3 separate regions of the Mus musculus genome follow, and all the other regions are linked to region 3. A link is a contact called in public Hi-C data. All regions are on one chromosome and are shown on one strand. The core of a region is the stretch at or near the end of the contact, and the rest is flanking DNA. Distances in the headings are between cores, read along the strand shown. Region 1 has its middle 6.0 kb from the start of Gm35520. Region 2 holds the start of Lonrf1 (LON peptidase N-terminal domain and ring finger 1). Region 3 holds the start of 1700104B16Rik (a long non-coding RNA gene).

Region 1 (2,700 bases), core at 59-2,558, 2.4 Mb after region 3:
TTAAAGGCATGTTCCACCACTGCCCAGTGACATCAGCCAAACTTATATTAAGAACACCAACGTCAATAGTAATTTTAATGGATTTTTAACGGGGCTTTCAAAGTGCTTAAACATGTGTCAATGAAGTATACCTGGATGGAAGATTCTTTCCAAGACAAGGTGCATATTAAATATCCTTACCTTGAGAGAAACTTCAGTGACTACCACAAACAGTCATCAGCGGACCCCATACCCATGTCCTGTGAGACCTAGAGCATCTTGTTAGGATTACTTGACTGCTTTGGTCTTCCTTCTCATTCTTTCTCTTTCTGTAGCCTGGACACGGTTAGCCTATTTTTACTAGGAAACAGCTTCTGGATGCAACAAAGATCTGACGGAAGCAAAATGGATCTTAGAAGACTCTTGTAGAACAAGTAGGAGATGGGCAGAAAACTGAGGCAACTTGCCTATAGAAAAGCCACAAAAGGCTGTCTTAGTTAGGCTTTCTATGGGTATGAAGAGACACCATGACAGTGGCAGCTTTTATAAAGGAAAACATTTCATTGGGGGCTCTGGGATGGTTTGTATATGCTTGACCTGGGGAGAGGCACTTAGAGGGTGTGGCCCTGTTGAAGTAGGTATGGCCTTGTTGGAGTAGGTATGCCACTGTGGGTGTGGGCTTTAACACCCTCATCCTAGCTGCCTGGAAGTCAGTATTCTGCTAGTAGCCTTCAGATGAAGATCTCCTCCACCATGCCTGACTGGATGCTGCCATGTTCCTGCCTCGATGATGATGGACTGAACCTCTGAACCTGTAAGCCAGCCCCAGTTGAATGTTGTTCTGTATAAGAGTTGCCTTGGTCATGCTGTCTGTTCACAGCAGTAAAACCCTAACTAAGACACTGGGTCTGACTTGAGCAAATGAAACCTCAAAGCCCATCCGAAGTGATACACTTCCTCCCATAAGGCCAGACTTCCTAACAGTGGTGCTTCCTGTGAGCCTCGGGGTGCCATTTTCATTCAAAACACCCCAGAGGTGTATAAAGACTTTCTTGGGCAGACCAACATGTTCTCTGTGCATACAGATAGCCAACCAGATCTAACATAGGCGAGACCCAAACTTTTTCATATGCCTAGAACCTGAGCATGGTGAGAATCCCACCTGAGAACCTGTCACAGCGCTGTTCCTCCTCGGTGACAAGCTTAGTTTGAACGAAGAAAGATCTTGCCTGGAAGAAAAGGCAAGGCGTGGCTCTCTCTGTGCTACTCATGGTTGTGGTGGGACTAGGGGAAAGTAGAAGAGATTCTGCGAAATGTTCTAACCACAAGGGTATCAAAAATAGAATGTTTGCTGTATGTGTGACTTGAAAACCACAGGTTGAAATTTGACGCTCTTAGCTGATAGGTTCCTTTGGGTGGTCTCGTTCCCAGGTTACTTGGAGATTGATCAGCCTCTAAATCCAACTTCCCTCCCAGGTAAGAAGGAAGACATAGGCCACTGAGCGGAAGATCCAGCAGAACCATGGCGGTAGCGTGTTGTACAGAGAGGTGGTAGATATTGGAGTTATGCCTAATCCATTTAAAGGGAAAGTACAGTGGTTTGGGAGGATGGCAGCGAAGGGGAGGCTATGAGTGCTGGCTGGATTGATTTAAGGAAGAGCCAAGTGAGAGCCCAGTGTGGTGTTGCATGCCTTTACAGTGAAAGGCAGGCTGACCTCTGTGGGCTTGATCTACACCGGGAGTTCGAGGTCAGCCAGGTCTACAGAGAAAGACAGAGAGAGGGAGAGAGAGAGAGAGAGGGGGAGAGAGAGAGAGAGAGAGGGAGAGAGAGAGAGAGAGACACAGACTCAGTGACTGGATATGTATTCTGTGAAGACAGAGTTGTTGGGAGTATACTGATGGTAACACAGAGAACCATGGAGACATCCCTGTCCCTGAGAAATATGGGGAACAGAGAAAAATCAGTCTAACAGTCTCGATATACTTGAAGGAATCCTGGCACATTGGAGTAGGAGAGGAACCTCTGAGTCCAGGGCTCTGCACATCTTGATTGATGGACAAAGCCTGCCCTTCCCATGATGCTTCCCTAGCTTAGCCCCACCTCCATACAAGAGTGAGGTCCTGCAGCCTCAGGGACACCTCTGGAGAACTTGGTTCTAGTTAAAGACAGCTAACTATCTTATATTGAGCGTGGAATGCCACTTCAGTCCTGGTCAGATAATTTCTTCTGTTAAACGAGAACATTTAGACCTGTACATGTTAGGTGATATTTAGAGCTTCTTCATCTTCAAATATCTGGAAGCTAAATTGCAAATTAAAAATACAGCCTTGGTCACTTAAATGATTTTGTACCAGAGTTTGAAGCTAGGGCATTACACATGCCAAGTAAATATTCTACCACCGATCTATACCTCCAAACCCATGTTAATCTTTTATTTTGAGGCAGTCTTGTTTGATATGAGTTCACTCTGTAGCCCAGGCAGGCCTTGACCTTGTGATCCTTCCTGCCTCTTGATCTCAAGATGTGTGATGACAGTTCTGTGGCACCAGGTCCAGGTAGAACGTTTTGAAAAGAAAATAGCTTTTGAGTTGTAACATTGTTAGGAAAAATGTTTAAAGTGGGGGGGGGGAGAGGAGGAAAGGGGAAGAGGGAGGGGGAAATGAGGAAGAGGGGGAGAGGGAGGGAGGGAGGGAGAGAGAGAGAAATATGGGGAGGAGGGA
Region 2 (2,700 bases), core at 158-2,657, 2.5 Mb after region 3:
CTACTTCTCTACCAACACCAGGGGTACAAGGGAGCAGCACAGAGGGCGGAGGAAGCAGGATATGAGACAGGCAGGTGGAGGAGGTTCCAGGAGCAAGAGATCCTGCAGGTAAGAAGAGGTGACCACCTCGGGGGCAGCCGGCCACCAACTCGGAGTTGGGCCGTCGCTGGGCCTCCCGATGCCGGTGCCCGCGCCGGGCTCCCGCCACGCCCACTGAACGTCACCCGTTACACAACGCCCCCCCACCCAGCTTATGCAATTCTGCCCTCCCGCGGCTTCTAATTGCCCCGGTGACTTTAGTGCACGACCAAGGTAGACACGGTATCCCCCGAGCTCCCGCCAAGCCCGGGGATGCTCGCCCCCACCCCGGCTGGGGCTCCCGGCCAGAGTACTGAGGGAAGCCTGCGGCCCCCACCCACCCCGCGCCCAAGCTCCGCGGCCCCAGGTCCCCGCTGGGCGCGCGCACGAGGGAACCTCGCATCCGCGCCCCTCCCCGCGCCGCGTCACTTGCAGCTCCCAGGCGATCCCCACCGTGACCGAAGCACCCCGGGGCGCCGCCCCCTCCCACACTCGTGATCCCCGCTCGCCCGGCCCCACACCGCAGCCCCGCATCACCTGCTCGCAGGGCGTCGCAGGCGGCGGCCAGGGCCTCCCGGTAGCGCCCTTCGTGCAGCAGTTCCCCGAGGCGGCCGGCCGCCCGCGCGCGCTCGCGCTGGCCCGGGAACCACTTCTCCGCCAGGTGGTTGAGCACGACGCTGGTTCGGAAGTCGGCGATGGCGGCGGCCAGGGGCGGCGGCCGCGGGGTCCCCTCCGAGGCGGCGGCGGCGGGTGGCAGGCGGTCCCGGCACAGGCGGCAGCGGGCGCGCAGCTCCCTCCGTAGGCAACGGCGGCAGTAGCTGTGGCCGCACGGCACGGTCACCGGCTCGCTTAGGAAGCCCCGGCAGCTCAGGCAGCTGAGCAGCCCGGCCGCGCCCGCCGCGGGTGCCGCGCTCCAGCGCAGCCCGTGGCGGAGCCGGTAGCTGAACACCAGGCAGTCCACTAGCGACCCGAGGCGCTCGGGCCTGGCCGGGGCCCCGCGGCGCAGCGCAGCCGCGAACGCCTCCAGCGCTCCCTTCAGGTGGCCGCCCAGCGCCAGCAGCTCTCCGCGGCGGAGCAGAAGCTCCCAGCGCCCCGACTCCGCGCCCGCGCGCTCCAACCGCTCGCCGCCGCCGCCCACTTCCCACGGCCCGTTCCGGCTCCGCGGTCCGCCGGACGCCTCCCGATTCCCGCCCGGGGACGCCCTCGCCACGGCCGGAGAAGACATGGCCCGCACAGGGCTGCTCTGCCGCCGCCGCCCGCCGCCACGGTCCGGGAACCTCCGGGGCGCGCGGCTCCGCACGCGGCCGGCGAGCAGGGGGGCGTGGCGCGCGGACATGGCGGGGCGGCGCGCGCCCGGGGAGCCCCTGGGGGCGGGGCCTACAGAGGAGGGGCGAGGCTTAGCGAGGCGGAGCGGGGCGGGCCTTGGCTTCTGCGCCCGGCCTCCCGACATGCGGCCGGCCTCCTAGTTCACCAGAGCTGGCCGGCTGGTCCCGCCCTTTCTGAGCCCCTCCTGGAGAGGGACGTGAGATCAGATGATCCCCAGCGGGGATCTAATTGGCTTCTCTGACGAGGAGGGCTTGGCTCGTGACTGAACAAAGCCCGAAGTCTCCTGGGCGGCCTTCGAGCTGACACCTCTTGTAACCGAGGTCCATCCCCAGGCCTATAACTTGGGCGCTGTGCAGTTCGTATGTGCACCAGCAGTGCTGTGACCCCAAACCTGCAGCACCTGAGTAGGTACTCCGACTCCTCCTGGCCATAGAAAGGAAACTTTGGGTGGGTCTAGATGCCCTGGGTTACGGCCGGCCAGAACAGGCAAAGGGATTGTGAATGCACGGTGTGATTACTTTGAGACTTAAAACTGAAATCTGCCAACTTTATACACACACACATTCCACGTCCAGAGACCACTTCCTTTGGTTAGTGCTGACTTGTGATAAAGTTTATTAAGAGTTCAAACGAAGAAATGAACTGTCCAAAAGAAGCCCGATACTTTGTGAGTGACCTTTAAATTTTAATTTAAAAAGTGCAATACACCAACCCCCCCCATTAAACTATTAAATAAACAAAGCACACCTTAGAGAGTGAAAGTCTCCAGGTTCCTCAGATGGGCTCCACAACCTTCATACACACGAACCCACAGTTGCTTAAAGGTTTTTAAATGAGAATATAGAAGAAAAACATTTTCCCTGTGGCAGAAACCAGATCACTACAATGCAAGCATTCCGCAGCTTTGTCGACTGAAGACAGTTTGGCTCGTATGTAATGGATTCTAGTTCCTTTAAATGTGACAGCATCCAGTTTAATATTCTCAATGGAAATATTTATAGGTTTGATTACAGAGTACTGGGTGGAAAATGTAGGAAGAGATTTAAGGCTTTTGGTTCTTTTTCAAATACTTGGTAACAGGAAAGGAAATATATTTGTCTGAAATCATACAGTCAGTATTACAAAGAGATTTTAAGATCTTCTCACGGTGATAATATCGTATATAATGTTTAATCAACAGTTATCTTTCTTCAATTTTTTTTACACGAGGTCTGCAAACACACGAGATCCTGCTTACACAGAACAGGTGACAAAGGTTTGAAAGCGTCTTTCTGCTACACAATAAGCAAACCTCAG
Region 3 (2,700 bases), core at 18-2,517:
TAGGCTGTACAAACAAGGATAGTTGTAGGGTGCAGGATGGGCCAATTATTATTATTTGTTGTTGTTGCCAAATATCGCACCCACATCTTATATTGTCCCCCAAAAAATCAAAGACAGGTCACAGGTATGAAAAGAGCCGGTGTTCGAAGCGCAGAAGCTGAGCTGTAAGTTTTGAGGTTGAAGTCCAGAAGTTGAATTCTATGTTGAGTTTGCCTTTGCTAGACTGTCCCTCCCACCCCCAAGCCCCCCGCCACTTGTTAAAGGTGGTTCTGGTGAGTGGTATTTGAAATAAAATAAAAAAGCTTGGCATGGAGCAGCACTTGGTAGGCCGAGGCAGAACGATCTCTGCAACTTTAATTCAAGTTCCAGGCCAATCAGGGCAACACAGGAAGACCTTGTCTCAAATAACCAAAACCACCCACCCTCCAAAAAATATGACAGATTTATTGGTAATGTTGCCGGTTGGGTTAGACTCCAGAGCCGGCTGAAGGAGCTGCTCCGACTTTGTGCCAAGAAAAGCGGCTTTCCGTTCTTCCCTAGAGCAGAGCTGGTAGAGTAAACGTGGCTACCGGCAGCCTTTGAGCGCGCTCCGGTCGTCATGGAAACTCGGGGCGGAGCACGCCGTGACGCAGGCGCCTTTTCGGAGCGGCGTCGCGGTGGTTGCTGGGAGCGAGCGTCCTAGCCGCCGCACCAGGAAGTGGAGGGCGGGGCCGGGGCTGTGTCGCCAACGCCACCACCACGGCCGCCTCGGGTTCGACCCCCTTGGCAGGTCCGTGTTGGGCGTGCGCGCCGCGACGGCGGCGGGGGGCGGGAAGCGGGCCCGCGGTGGGCGGGTGTGTGCGTGCGTGAGTGCGTGCGTGCGTGCGGCCGAGGCGGAGGCTGGGAGGCGGCGCGGGCTGCGGGCGCTGAGGTAGGGACTGCGGCGGCGGGCGAAGGGGGACGAGTCCCGCGTGGGACTCGGCTGCCCCGAAGCGGGACGCGTCTTCCGAGGGGACGCGCGCGTGGACGCCACGCCGCCGAGCCGTTCTCCAAAGCCGAGCCCCCGAGAGGAGGGGCTCGCCCCAGCCAGCATTGTCTTTTAGGCCGGACGTCCATACAGCAAACTTTCGGGTTGGAAAGCGGGAAGGATTCCGGGTGGGCGAGCGGATGGTGCCGACCGCTTCTTGGCCACAACCACAGCAGCCGAGCTCATCCCTGTGTGGAGTTGGGGGGACCACCATGGCGTCCCCTCCCGACTGGCTTTTCTAATGCTGCTTTAAACTTTTTGAGGTTGTGAGTTTTCGGAGGAGTCGAGAGGTATTTTCCCGATCGAACTCTGCGCTCCGTTTTCCTGATGTGCTCCGGTACTCGGGGGCGAGCCGTGAAGCGAGAGACAGAGTAGACAGACAGGCTGCTGGAAGATTGCAGATTCTGGGGTAGGAAAGAACTGGACAGTGGAGCCTGAAGATTTGAAATGTTAGTTTTCCGGTAGCTATCCACCGTGAAACGTACCAGCTCTCGGTCGTAACATCCTGTTCGGGGCTTTTGATTGACCAGATTAATGTAAAGTAGACGTGGATATAGTTTCTTTACCACCCAGGTTAGCCCTAAGATGTGCACTGCAGTACAGATGTTGGTTGCAAAAGGAGGAAAAGTTAGTTGGAACTCCGGAGAGTAAACCGCTTGCTCTGGGTGCCTTTGTTGGTATCATCATATAGAGAGGTCTCTCTTATTTCAGAAAGCTTTGCTAGGGTTCCAGGGCTGGGACACATGACTTCTTACTTAGTTGTGCCACTTCTATTCAGGTTTTATGTGTTAAAATTAGCCATAGCACTAATGCTTAGTCTTTCAGACTTGTGGGCATTATGTAGTTAGGTTTTTCTAAGTTGTACAGGTTTGATCTGTCCTAAAGTCTTTATTTGACGTCCAGATTAGTCATCTGACCTTATGAAGTAAAATGTTCCTGTTTTAGGAGTTGCAAACTGCCTGTTTCCTCAGTCTTCTCACGTTGTGAATTTTTTCTTATTTTCATGCTTTCCCTACTCATACCTCTCTCACTTGCATATTAAGTTAATGTTAATTTCTTACCTAATACAACCAAAATAACAATTACTCTTGAAAAAAAATCTTTCATAAATACTTCCTCACTTTTAGAGTTGAGCCAAGTATGTACAACACTGATAGTGCCCCATTCCCCAGACCTAGGAGGAAACTACATTTAGAGCAGTTCTGTAGATTATTTGCTCAAATGTTAGGAATTGAAACTGGGAGGAGCAGATGTTTTACTCTTAGACCAGGGACTCTTCGACTCTTCTTACATAAAGTTCACAGTGAGTTTTCCATATGAGTGCTTTTTTTTTTTTTTAAATCCCTTTGGATCAAGATTGAACCTGTCACACTGCCACTTGCCTCCAGCAAGCTATATCTCCAGTCTCCATCTCCCTGTTATTTAATCAAGGAACTCAGTGTGTGTGGAACCAGTTAGGATGCTCCGGCTTTCCTGAAGATGTACGTGGAAGCAATACTTAGTAAAAACTGAACTTGAGGTTAACGCTGTTTTGCTAGGCTAGTGACTTAGTACTTTAATGATGCTAGGCAGCTGCCGTGAGCTCCCAGTCGATATCACAAAGGCACAGTTGATATGCTGTTGTGTACCAGGTTGCTAGGCATTTATGTTCAGTACAAAAGATGGATTGAATGCATTTTTTTTCAACTTAAAAT

Evidence for each region. Hi-C and Micro-C count contacts between places; a contact is called where the count stands out from the background.
Region 1: a Hi-C map of B cells shows a contact between it and region 3, with 5 read pairs. The contact joins the enhancer-like site here to the promoter of 1700104B16Rik in region 3. A contact is called at or near these places in 2 of 39 promoter capture datasets (the C10 cell line and pre-B cells) and 2 of 484 Hi-C or Micro-C datasets (B cells and CD4 T cells).
Region 2: a Hi-C map of CD8 T cells shows a contact between it and region 3, with 4 times the contacts expected there. The contact joins the promoter of Lonrf1 here to the promoter of 1700104B16Rik in region 3. A contact is called at or near these places in 3 of 39 promoter capture datasets (the HPC-7 cell line, liver and pre-B cells) and 2 of 484 Hi-C or Micro-C datasets (CD8 T cells and pre-B cells).

What each region holds. Positions count from the first base shown.
Region 1 is chr8:36,181,108-36,183,807 of GRCm38.p6, forward strand. No RefSeq gene overlaps it. Among named protein-coding and RNA genes, the nearest start is that of Gm35520, 6.0 kb to the right of the region's middle. Within about 2 kb of position 1,309, at least 59 of the 459 cell types and tissues checked have an H3K27ac peak or open chromatin away from gene starts, as enhancers often do. A contact at or near this core is called in B cells, where this site is marked.
Region 2 is chr8:36,247,952-36,250,651 of GRCm38.p6, forward strand. It overlaps Lonrf1 (LON peptidase N-terminal domain and ring finger 1), which reads right to left and starts at 1,408. Exons shown (of 12, transcript NM_001081150.2): 1 at 616-1,408. The coding sequence starts at 1,303. It overlaps Gm35712 (a long non-coding RNA gene), which reads left to right. Exons shown (of 4, transcript XR_870368.3): 1 at 1-108.
Region 3 is chr8:33,731,220-33,733,919 of GRCm38.p6, forward strand. 1700104B16Rik (a long non-coding RNA gene) reads right to left here and starts at 1,268. Exons shown (of 2, transcript XR_004691281.1): 1 at 570-1,268. It overlaps Gtf2e2 (general transcription factor II E, polypeptide 2 (beta subunit)), which reads left to right and starts at 848. Exons shown (of 8, transcript NM_026584.3): 1 at 848-910.